2 separate regions of the Mus musculus genome follow, and region 2 is linked to region 1. Evidence: chromatin contacts called from public HiChIP or PLAC-seq data. All regions are on one chromosome and are shown on one strand. Each heading gives the region's core, a stretch centred on a gene start, on an enhancer-like site or on the middle of the called end of the contact. The rest is flanking DNA. Distances are from core to core; before and after follow the strand shown.

What was found. HiChIP or PLAC-seq counts read pairs in DNA pulled down with a chosen protein or histone mark.
Region 2: an H3K4me3 HiChIP or PLAC-seq map of embryonic basal ganglia shows a contact between it and region 1, with 2.1 times the contacts expected there. The contact joins two enhancer-like sites. A contact is called at or near these places in 2 of 484 Hi-C or Micro-C datasets (embryonic stem cells and muscle stem cells), 4 of 115 datasets of contacts at active chromatin or transcription factors (embryonic basal ganglia, embryonic hindbrain and embryonic stem cells) and 2 of 9 other capture datasets (adipose tissue and pancreatic islet).

The regions. Positions count from the first base shown.
Region 1 is chr5:131,614,636-131,620,513 of GRCm38.p6, reverse strand. All of the region lies in intron 5 of Auts2 (autism susceptibility candidate 2), which reads left to right. Among named protein-coding and RNA genes, the nearest start is that of Gm29681, 200 kb to the right of the region's middle. Within about 2 kb of position 3,778, at least 65 of the 459 cell types and tissues checked have an H3K27ac peak or open chromatin away from gene starts, as enhancers often do. A contact at or near this core is called in embryonic basal ganglia, where this site is marked.
Region 2 is chr5:131,850,941-131,857,356 of GRCm38.p6, reverse strand. The region is part of intron 4 of Auts2 (autism susceptibility candidate 2); the gene reads left to right. Among named protein-coding and RNA genes, the nearest start is that of 4930563F08Rik, 26 kb to the left of the region's middle. Within about 2 kb of position 1,811, at least 36 of the 459 cell types and tissues checked have an H3K27ac peak or open chromatin away from gene starts, as enhancers often do. A contact at or near this core is called in embryonic basal ganglia, where this site is marked.

The sequences.
Region 1 (5,878 bases), core at 2,529-5,028:
TGTGAGGATAGCCCTCGGTTTGGCTGGTACAGCAGCTGGCATGGCTCACAAAACCACACAGATACCAAACATGTAGAAACAAACATCTAGGTTCCCCCAGATGTTTCAAGGATTGACTCATCTCTAAAGCTGGCCCCAGAGATAGTCATCTGTAAACACAGCCATGATTCCAGTCATGCTGGTTATGAATGTAGTACATGCTCACAGGGAAAACTTAGACAATTCAACACATATTTTCAAAATTATATACCAAAGGGAAGGCAGAATTTTGAAAGGTCTTTTCCTCCTCTTCGTCCTCCCCCTCTTCCTCTTCTTCACTTATTTTTCCTTCTGTTTTCCATTCTTTACCTATATCATGTATTCTTGTTTTTGCTTGTGTGTAGATTCATGTGTGTGTGTATGCATACACGTGGGTACATGTATGTACAGGCATGTAGAGATCTAAGGAGAACAATGTCAGAATAATACTCAGTCGTCCCCCACTTTGCCTTATTTAATGAGGTGGGGACTCAACTAAACCCAGAGTCTAGTCTTGGTAGCCACTCTCTGGGGATCCCCTGACTCTTGTCTCTCAAAGCTGGAACTACAGGCAGGCCCCGTGATTACCTGGCAGTCAAGCATTGTGTCTAGAGATCCAAACTGAAGTCCTCAAGATTGCCTGGCAAGAGCTTTAACCACTGAGCCATCCTGCAGGTCCCTTTCTTAGCTTTTTGTCATGAGCAATAGCATTAAGCCGAGGGCTCTAGGCTCAAGAGCCAAGGCAAGGCTGGGTTTGGTGTCTAATTCCATAACTTTGGATAAGTTCTTTGTCACATTTATGACTCAATGTTCTCAGCTGTAAAACAGAAATAATAAGAGTACCTATGCTGGGCATGATGGCACGTGCCTGGAATCCCAGCATGCAGAAGGTAGAGGCAGGGGGATAGGGAATTCAAGGCTTTTTATCTACAAGTTCAATGCCAGCCTGGACTGCATGAAACTTCAATGGACAGCTTGCTTGCTTGCTTGCTTTCTTTCTTTCTTCTTTTCTTTTTCTTTTGGTTTTTTGAGACAGGGTTTCTCTGGGTAGCCCTGGCTGTCCTGGAACTCACTCTGTAGACCAGGCTGGCCTTGAACTCAGAAATCCGCCTGCCTCTGCCTCCCGAGTGCTGGGATTAAAAGCGTGTGCCACCACGCCCGACCTTTTTTTTTTTTTTAACTTATTTAATGTTTGATCCATGCATGTCAAACAGTCTCTGATGGAGGTCAAAGGGCAACTTTCAGGGCTTGGTTCTCTTCTTCCATCACATTGGTTCTGGGGAATCAAACTCAGGTCATCAGTCTAGGTAGCCTTTACCCTGTGAGCCATCTCCCCAGCCATGGGTTCAACAAGCCCAGCCTGTTGTCAGCAATGCTTTATTTTCCTCCCCCCAACACCAGATGCTGTTCAGTTGTTACAATATCCAGGCAAGCAGAGGGACTGTCCCTCTAGGATTGGACTTCAAGTCCAGTGGTACCACCCCAGGGAATGCCACAGTGCAACAACTCATCCCCCACAATCTGTGTTAGTGTCCCCACATGGCACACCAGCCATTTGAATAGCAGGTCCCCAAAGGAGCCCTGACCCTTTGGCAGGAGGCTTCGTCTCACCCAACGGAGCATCCCAGAACATCGCCAGACAGAAAATAGCATGCTGCCCCAGATGTCCATGACATGATCCACAGAGCCTGGCCTGACCAGATCTCGACTCTGTTCCCACTACACCGAGATGCCAAGAAGATTAATCTAGCCGCAGAACCTCAAGAGACTCCTGTAGCCTCGGTTCTCAGACTCTTTCAGAGCTGGCCCTAGAAGAGCTGCAGCTGAGGCTGAGGAGGAACACGTTTACTTCTTGATGCACAGTGGTGACTTGCTCAGATTCCAACCTGGCCTTTTCCTTTGTTCTCACGTGTGACCCCAGAAAGTAGCACTTGGAGTTGAATTTCTTTATCCTGAGCTTGCGCCAGTACCTCCTGGCATCCTCCTGAGAACTGACGGCTGGGTCTCACCTCTACCGCTTCTGATTCGGTAGGAGGAGGTCTGGCCCGGTATTTGTCATGGCTGATAAAAGTTCCTGGGTGCTGCTGATCCAGAGGCCTTGCTTGAAGAAAGTGTCTTGTGCTAGCAGTCATCAGCAAGTTCACCAGCCTGTCCAGGAAGATGACAAGCACGGTGCCCCTAGTGTTGAGCCCTGCCTATTCGTATTCCAAATCCAGGTAGCACCAGAGGACTGGAGTCTCTTGTCTGTGCATTCAGGGTACAGGGAGACACCTTGAGTCACTGGGAGACAGGGGTGGATGAGCTCGTTAACCTTGATGTAGCTCCAGGCAGTAAGAATCTCCCAAATGGAGTGGATAGACTACAAGAAGTGTGACTAGCCACTTTGTCACCACTGTTAGGGGCTTGGTATCATTTGCAATATAGTACCTTTGTCTTAGCTTTTAACTGTCAACCTGACACCGGAGAAGGAAGGAATGTCCAATCAGATTGAAGTGTGAGGGGTTGTCTTCTTGCTAATTGATGTAAGAGGGCTCTAGTTCCCTAGAGACAGCACCATTCCTTGGGTAGGTAGTCCTGGGCTGTGTAAGTCTCTTGTTACCTAAGCAAGTGACTGAGAATGGGTCAGAAAGCAGCATCCTCCATGGCTTCTGCTATTCTCCCCTGGCTGTGAGTTCCCTGCACAGAGATAATGCTGTGTGGAATAGCCATCCTCCACACACACCCTCGGTCAAGGAACACTGAAATGTGGCTGCAGTCTGTGATTAAAGGCTTGCCTCTGTGTGTCCATTCTGATTTGTTGGCTCAGGGAATGGAAGTCACAGAAGTATCCCAAGCTTAGTTTCTTAGTGTATAGAATGCAGACAAGGCTCTCTGATTTACTGTGGAATAGACACCAGTAATTGAGTGCATTCCGTATCCCATACGTCTGGGACAAGGCTGTAAATGCTCTTTGGGGGAAGGCAGCACCAAGGGCAGCTGGGGTCCTCTGGAGATGTAGTTCAGTTGGTATAGAACGTTTGCCTATCGGCTCTGCGTAAACCAGGTGTGAGGGTGCACACTCTGTACTCCTGGCACCCAGGAGAGCCAGGGCTCAAGGTCATCTTTAGCTACACGAAAGTTCCAAGATGGCGTAGGGCACAGGACACCCTGCCCACCCACCCTACCCCCAAAATGAGAAATGAGGGAGAAACAGAAGGGAGGGAAGGCAGAAGGAAGGCAGGCCTGAGCCCACCTCCCACTCATCTCTAGTCTCCTCCATTTCATCTTCTGTCTCCCTTTCTGTGATAGAAAATCAGAGATAAAGCTTTGTTCTCTTCTGAGCTAGGTAGGCATGGTGTCCATGCTTATAGTCACAGCATTTTGGAGATGGAGGCAGGAGGATCAGGAATTCAAGGCTAGCATTGGCAACACAGTAAGCTAGAGGCCAGCCTAAGCTACCCGAGACCCTGTCAGTAAACCAGGAAAAAAGAAAAAGAAATTAAGAAAGGGGAGAGAGAGAAAGAGAGAGAGAGAGAGAGAGAGAGAGAGAGAGAGAGAGAGAGAGAGAGAGAGAGATAGAGAGCAGGATTGAGGGCTCAGAGTTTGACATCTAAAAACCCAAGCAGCCACCCAATCCGGATAGAGAAGCTGTTTGCTGTTTGAGGGCTGTTGTGCCTAGGACAGCCTCCATGTCACGTGCACCAAGCCACCCCCTCCCCGCTGGCTACAGAGCTGCCTATATACCCCTGCCTAGCCCACTGGGATTGCCGACCGGGAACAGAAGCTGTGCGCGCTCTCTCTGCCTTTGCTTTGCGACCGCTGCAACCTTCGCTGCAGCCAATCAGCTGGTGCACTGCGGGTGACCTCCCCCGGGTCTCAGGAATAAATTGTCAAGTTTCCCCACCGCGGGTGTCTTTGCTAGTCGACGGCCGGTTTGCAGGTTTCTGGGCTAATTGGAAAGAGGATCATGAGGAGGCGGGTCGAGGCGCGTCAAGAGCCTGGCTGGTCTGCGGACTAGGGTCGTGCCGCTCCGGAGCCCCTGCTGTCCCGGAGTTGTGAGTAGGTCGCTCACCGGCTCACATCTAGTCGCCGCACACCTATTTGAAAGTCGGTTCCACGGCAGGACTTGTGCAAGTCCAATGCAGGATTCTGCGTCCTCAGCGCACTGGACCTGCCTAGGAAGGTGAAGCCTGGCTGATCCCTGCGAAGGTACCCCTACGCTGCCACTTACGAACCCTTATCTTCAGTGTTCCAGGACCCAAGTGGTTCCCGCGACAAATCCAATATCTACCTTGGATCTCCGGATCTGAAATGCCTCTTCCTTGGAGACTTTGAATTTGGTCTTTGGAAATTCAGGAACTGTATGAAGTGCTATTGTTTCTGAGTTCTCTTTCCTTTCGTGTTGGTTTTGGGATTCTCTCGCCTACCTGGATAATGGTCTGCCTTTGTGGCTGAGTCTTCCTGGAGTCAGTGGATCGCAGGCAGCCTGAGGCATCAGCCTTCGGATTTCTAAGCCTAGGAGTCATTCGGGGCTGCAGAAGAGGACCTAGCTCCTAACTAGTAAGGGCTATGTGATTCACCTCCCCTCCCCACCCCACCCCCATCCCGGATTGAAATATATATGTTGTAGCAGGATTTTCTTTAAGCGGATCGTCTGATAGGACTGGCAGTTACTACCCAGGAAAATGAGTAGCAATTAGGAGTTCAGTAATAAATGGAAGTCTATTGTCCTAATTGAGTGGAATTACTGACGGGTAATGGCAACTGAATTCTTCAGTTTAATTAAGAGTTTATATAATTATAGTGCACTTTTTATTTCTAGGGGGAACCATGGGGGTAGGAATTAAATAACCAATGTGATGGTTAAGAAACCCATTTAATGGATAAGTAACCAGTAGGTTTAAATAAATATGGGTACCTTGCTGGAGTAACAGAAGTAGAGCTGAATTCTCTGTAAAGGCTCTGTACCCTGCTGGGACAAGCTAGACTTTTGATTTGCAGCTAATTTGAGCCTCATAAAAAAAAAAATCCAAATGAACTTATCAGGTAATCCAGAGATGCCCAGGGCTCTCAGGTAGTAGCATGAAGTAGGATGGGTGTTTTCCAGAATTCGGTGAGAATGAACCTGGAAGAGGGGGAGGGGCCGTTCAAGAGTGCGTTTTACCCTCCTAGAGTTTCCATCTTGAAAATCTGGGGCTTGGGCTGTTCGGTCGGAGGCGTTGGATAGCTCAGGGACGGCCAGCTTTCAGATTACGGATCTCTAAAGAGTGAAGGTATTTACCTTGGTTGGGGAGTAATCTGGTAATTAGAGAGTTGTTATTTGCTTCTCTGGCAGTATAGTGTTTACTTTCCTCTTCTAAAGGGTTGTTGGTGCTTTTTTTTTTTTTTTTTTTTTTTACTTGTGGGAAGCTATAGAATTGGAGAAAACTGGAGAGAAAGCTCTACTCAAAATATAATTACATAATTTGCTTCCAGTGATTGTGGGGGAGGGTGTAATCTTGAGTGTCAGTTTGGGGACTCCTGTTAGCCCAGCTCATGAGAAGCCCTCAGAGTTTTGGCCATCTTTGGGTTTCAAATTGACTGATAATGATGAGGAGCACTTTCTGTTCTACTGTTCATGCCATCCCTTGCCTCGACTTCTATTTCTTGCTTCTTCAGCAGGACTATCTGGGAATGCCTCTTGTCCCAGGGCTTCATGGCACGGGTGGGGTGAGGTAACGACAGTGAAATTGCCTGTCGCTTCATTAAGACTAGGCCAGTGATAGTGGTGGTGTGTCTTTGGTACTGTGTGGGCTTTCAAGCTTGCACAGCTGGAGCACGTTGGAGCTGTAAGTCCACCTTCCTCGTGGTTGAGACAAGAGCAGCTGGGGAAAGAGCCTTG
Region 2 (6,416 bases), core at 562-3,061, 240 kb before region 1:
ATACTTAGAGTAGGTCTTCTTATCTCAGAGAGCCTCATCTTCATGATCCCTCACTGACATGCCCAGTGCCTTGCCTCTTAGATGATTCTAGACCTGTGGAGTTGATAGTCTATATTAAGCATCATGGTGGTGGAGAAGCAGTACAGGGTTTTGACCCCGTCCTTTCCCTTAACCCCTCCAAGTACTGTGTGATGTAGAAACACCTCTGTCAGCCTCTGTTTCACAGAGAGCACCGAGGGTCTGAGGAAGTGAAGTAGCTCACCATCGCAGATCTCGTGCTTGTCACCAAGCCTTCCATCCTAGAGACCTCCACTCACTGACCCTCCTTTCTCCAGCTCCAGTTCCACGCTGATGATGAGGGGGTCTTAGAGCAGCCTATATAGGTTTAACAACACTACAACCGCTTGGCACACACAGCAAGGCGGATCTACATCAGCCCATGAATAATAGAATTTTCATGAGTGATTAAAGTAAAAGCCAGGATTTAGAGATTGAGCATTGATTGTTAAAGGATAAATGCTATTTGGAGCATCTTACTAGATTTGATTAAAGTGAATTTCAAAAACCATCACAGAGAGGATTATTTCATAGAAGGACTATGTGGACCTTTTTTTTGTGTGTGTGGCTTAAGTCATTGGCACTCCTATAGTTACTGTCTCGGTGCACAAAATCAGAGTATAATTGACTGTTGGCAGAGCCTTCTTTGACAAGCTACTTTGAGCTTGATTTCACTGTAACATAATCGGCCTTTGAAGCCTCAGATTTTGTTTTATGTTGTTGGTTTTTTTTTTCCCTCCTGCCTTCCATATTCTCACCTTATGAATAATACATGCTTGGAGATGGATAGACAGACAGAAATCATTTTCTATTTCCCCTGGGAGCTCCCGATTTAAGAGAGAATTGATTGCTGACTGACAGCAGGGGAACCTGTTAGCTTGTTAGTGGAGCTTGCTTGGGTTAGTGCTTGCCTAACATACATGAAGTCCTGGGTTTGCTCCCAAGCACAGCGTAACCCTGGCCTAGTCGTGTATACAACTTTAATTCTAGACATTAAAGTTTTGTGTTTATGTAGTGAGTCAGAATCCAGGGCCTAGAGTCAGCCTGAGTCAGTGGGTAGAGATGCGACTCTTCAGTTAAGAGCATATACTGTTGTTGCAAAGACTGGAATTTGGTTCCCAGCTCATATATTGGGAGGCTCACACGCTACTATAGATACAATCTAGGGGGATCCTGGTTTTTGGGTATCTGTGTGCATCTGTACTCACCATGTAGGTTCCAGAGATAGAACTTGGAGTGTCAGCCTTTCGAGTAAGTGTCTTTACCCTGCTAAGCTACTTTGTTGGCCCTTATTAGATCTTTTCATTCACTGACTTGAAAGCACAAATTGTTTAAAAAAAAAAAAAGAAAAGAAAAGAAAAGAAAGAAAAAAGAAAAAAGAAAAAAAAAAGAAAACAACAATGCTCTTTGTCTATGAGCAACAATACCGTTTTCTTTCATTTTCCTTATTCTTTGGTCATGATTTTTATTCTCGGGGTGGTGGCTTCTGCATCATTCTGCAAGGGCCTTTAAGCACTCCAGGAGGGTTCATTTCTGGCCTCTCACAGAAGGGAGGCCAGGCACTGTGAGCTCCAAGAGAGTAGAAACCCCTCCCAAGAGCCTCCACCAGTACACTGCCTTCCTCCCTGCAAAGCTCTCCACTCCCCGCCATTCATAAAGGCTCTAAATTACTTAAGAGCAGGAAGCACAGCCTTGAGCCTGTCAGACTCCCACCCCCCTCAGTCCCAGGAGTCTTTTCTCCGAGCACACTCGAAGCCGAGCTTCAACGTCAGGGGAGACTGCATGCCAGCATCTGGTGTTAATATCCACTGTTGACATTTGGCGAATGAGAACATGAGCTATTAGGAGAGATGTTTGCTTGTACCTAATTAATGTCCCGTTGTATCCCTTCTTGTTGTCAGCTCCACTTCCCCCTTACTGGCTTGGCATTTCCTTCGACTGGCTAACTTTAAAAGTTAATTATTTCTCCGTTGAATGCTAAATGCCGCCTTTTTTTTTTAATGCCGTGACTCAGTGTGAATTATTAGTTATCAAAAATAAAAAAGAGCCGAACAATTATCAGCTCTTCACCTGCAGCCAGTGTTCTGGCTGATCACTTCCGAAAAAGTACTGTAGTGTAGGTGAAGTTGGGCAGTATGGACATCTCTTACACTTGTTAGCTCCCCTCCTGGTGTGTTCCTGTGCCCACCCACCCCTCCCAGTGCAGGGCAGATGTGAGATCCTGCTATATCATCCAGTAGCAACAATCACTGACAAGGCTGGGTCTTCTAAATTCGTTTGGCTTGAGTCTCCAATCTCTGTTCAGCATCACTTAGCATGTCTGATAGGCTCAGAGTGAGGAGCCTCCAACAGAGTGAAATTTAACTGCTTTCTTAAACCATCTATTTCTGTGGCCATGGGCATCTCTTTCTTCACTTTAGATGGGTTCCGGAAAAAATAGCAGAGTTTTCACTAAGTTACTCTGCGACATGAGTTTTCATGTTTCTCTTTGAGTGCATACTCATCTTAACTGTGTAAGTCAATTGGTGTGTGGTATTGTATATACATGTTCAGTACTTGGGAGGCAGAGGCAGGTGGATTTCTGAGTTTGAGGCCAGCCTGGTCTACAGAGTGAGTTCCAGGACAGCCAGGGCTATACAGAGAAACCCTGTCTTGAAAAACAAAACAAAACAAAACAAAAACCAAAAAATGTTGTGTGTATTTTTGTGTATTTGTATATTGAGCCCAGACGCAGATCCGGTGTCCTCCTAAATCAGTCTCCACTATATTTGTTTAATTATTCTTCCTACATTTTGTTTGTTTATTTTATGTGTGTGCGCTTGTGTGCATACCAGCCCCTGTTTCTCTTTTCACCAGCCTTCTACCTTACTTTCTGACATGGTCTCAATGAACCTGGAGCTCACAGGTTTCTTAGACAGCCCTGCAGCCCCCAGAATCATCCAGTCTCTGCCTCCCCAGCTATTAGATTTTTTGGTGATTGCCACCTCACTTAGATCTTTTTTATTTTTTAATATAAATTCTAGAGATTGACATTAAGTCTTCATAGTTGCAAAGCAAGCAGTTTATTGAGCTATCGTCCCAGCTTAGATCCTCTTTCTTTCTTTCTTTCTTTGTTTTGTTTTGTTTTGTTTTGTTTTGTTTTGTTTTTCAAGACAGGGTTTCTCTGTATAGCCCTGGCTGTCCTGGAACTCACCTTGTAGACCAGGCTTGCCTCGAACTCAGAAATCCGCCTGCCTCGCCTCCCGAGTTCTGGGATTAAAGGCAAGCGCCACCATGTCCAGCGATCCTCTTTCTTTTAATAAACCTGACCAGTAAAGACTCACAAACTCAAGATGAATCACTTAAGTCACTAAGACTTTGAGTGGTTTATTCATAATCACATGGCAAGCAAATGATTGACTAGATTCCACCCCTGGAGTTAAAGTGGAATTAACATGTTCTCAACAGTGGCTCACACATGATAACCTGTGACTCACATGGGATGTGCTCTATGAGTAATATACACACTGAAATATACATGATGTCTCCTAAGCAGTGTGCTCATATCAGCCTCCGTGTCAACAGTGTGTTGAAATGATGCTCATAACATATTATTGGATATTGAAGTGATATTTAGCCATATTGTGGTGTTATAAAATAGATGATTTTTCTGGACTGAAGAGTGAACGTAGGATTTCACACATGTTAAACCCCTCCCTGGGGGATTCTAGGCAGGGGCTCTACCACTGAACCACGCCCCCAGCCCCTCCCTGGGGGATTCTAGGCAGGGGCTCTACCACTGAGCCACGCCCCCAGCCCCTCCCTGGGGGATTCTAGGCAGGTGCTCTAACACTGAGCCACATCCCCAGCCCCTCCCTGGGGGATTCTAGGCAGGGGCTCTACCACTGAGCCACGCCCCCAGCCCCTCCCTGGGGGATTCTAGGCAGGTGCTCTAACACTGAGCCACAGCCCCAGCCCCTTCCTGGGGGATTCTAGGCAGGGGCTCTACCACTGAGTTACATTCCCAGCCCAAATGCAGTTTATTAAAAACAAAATGAATGGCTTCTGTTTCTATTTTAAAGGCTACTTTAGCGTTATATACAGAACATTTTCCTCTAGAGTGCTTTCTTTTTGAGGTTAAGTCGCCCAGACTGTCCTCAGGCTTATACGTCTGTAACTGCCTTTACCCTCCTGTCTCCACTTCCCGAGTGCCAGAATTGCAGGTACCTATCAGCACCTCTTCACTGCATTCCGAGTCTCCGATTCTAAATTATTGAGGGAATAACTTAACCACCTTTTGACTCTTCGTTTCTTCATCAGTTCTAGAAATGAATGTTAAAGTTCAAGTTCTAATCTAGAGGCTGTGGTGGTCGCTGTCAGTAACATACTTGTGATTTATGCATGAGGACCTCAGTTCAATCCCTAGAACCCACGTGAAAATAAAGTATAGCAAACCGCATGGTGGCATGTGTTTAGAATCACAGCTATTAAGATGCAGAGAGCAGCAAGTCCCTGGGGCTCACTTGCCTGCTGTACCAGGTCAGTAAGTGACCTTAGGTCCCAATGAGAGAGCCTGTCTTAAAACAAGGAGAGGATGGAACCTGAGTTTAGGATCTGGCCTTAATGTGCATATACACATGGCCCTAGCAACAGAATCTCCATGTCCTTACAGCTGAGTCATCATGGCGCCCTATGAACTTGCTCTGTTATAGACTAAAACAGCACTAACATGTCACATAAGATCGAAAGGAGGGATCATGACAGGAATGTGGCTGATGAAATATCCCCCAAGGCCCATCTTCACCAAATCTCTGACCCTCTACCGGTTGTTCCCATGTGATGTCATCTTCCAGAGAGTGCCTTCCAGCAGTGGCTCAAGGCCTTCCTGTGCCCTCTATTCCCGTACCTCCCCACCACTCTGTGGCCCACCTGCCTCTCCCCGATGCCCGTCTCTCTGGGTGTATCCACAGCTGATGGCCTCCCTCTGTTATTGGCTGTTTGGGCACTAGGCAGATCTGCCTTCCCTGCCTGTGAGAGCAGAGTCCTAACAGCATTGCCCTGCACCAGGGATCTCGGAGGAGCTTTATGGCTCTAGCAGGTACTCGCAGCTGATATATGACACTAATATAGGGTTCACTTTTATTCTCCACCTAAAAAAAGATAGATTGTTCCAAGTTTAGACAGGCTGTAAAACCGCGTGCTTCTGGAGCCGCACCGCCCTCCCCAGAGACCGCTCTAATTGCTTTACATCCGTACAAAGGTTCCTTGTAATCGGGCTTTCTGCCTTCATTTGTCTTCTTTTCAGCCTCTTAGTAAAGACCTTAATTGGTCTTGGTGGGGCTTTTTTCAGTTAGTGCAACTATACCTTCAGGGCTGAACAAGTAGCAGACACTACCTGAGGGGAGAAAGCGGGGGAGATGGGAAAGACATCAATACTCCTTTACCTTTCAGAGTTTAATTAATGTGCTCAGAACAAGGAGCGAGCAGAAAGAATTTCTGCTCCTCCGGGACCCCGCTGCAGATCAGACATAACCGGGGTTAGGTGGAATTTTCTAGATCTCTTTCCCACTTCAGTCTCTGTGAACACTCATTAGCCTCGTAATTGTCTCACAGTAAACTGCTGTATCAGGTTTCCATCCATCTATGCTGGATCGAGTTGCTCCGGCATCAATAGACTGGAGTACTGGGGGATGCCTGTGAAGGGAAATAGCCTCTAATTTCTGTTTCTTAGCTACTAATTATTTAATAATACATTTTATTGCCTATTAAAATGTGGCATAACTTGCTTGTCAGCAAAACGAGATGGAAACTAATCATTTGTGGAAAAGGATAATTGGCGCTTATACAGATGGCTTTTTACCTCACGTTGGATTGGTTATTGTGGGTGGATTTCCTCGCTGGGTTTCTCGGTTCTGTCCATGGGTTGGTCAGCACTCCTAGGTGGGTAACTTTTTCTTGCCCTTCCTTCCTTCTCCACGCCTAGTTTTCAAAGGCCCCAGTGGATTTTGTATCTCACTGGCAATCACCTTACATGCTGGAAAACGCTCCAGTAGAGACATTGTTTAAACAAAGGGTGTTTTCATGATGGTTGGAATTGGTCAAAACTTACAGGTTTTCATCTAGTTTTAAAAAAGAGGAGGGGGGGGGAGAAACCCATGTAGGAAAATTGGATCCGTTCCCAGCTCCCTCATAGAACTTCACAAAGGTTTTCCTGTTTTTTAAGAATGACCCCTTAAGGAATGTTGCATAAATTCCAGAAAATTGCCCCCCATTGATTCCTGGAGGCACATTAAAAAGCAAAGGGGGCATGTTAGGGGTGGATGATTTGATGGCAGGATTACTTTATGGGATCTAACTGAGGGGATCTAGTGATTGAGCTG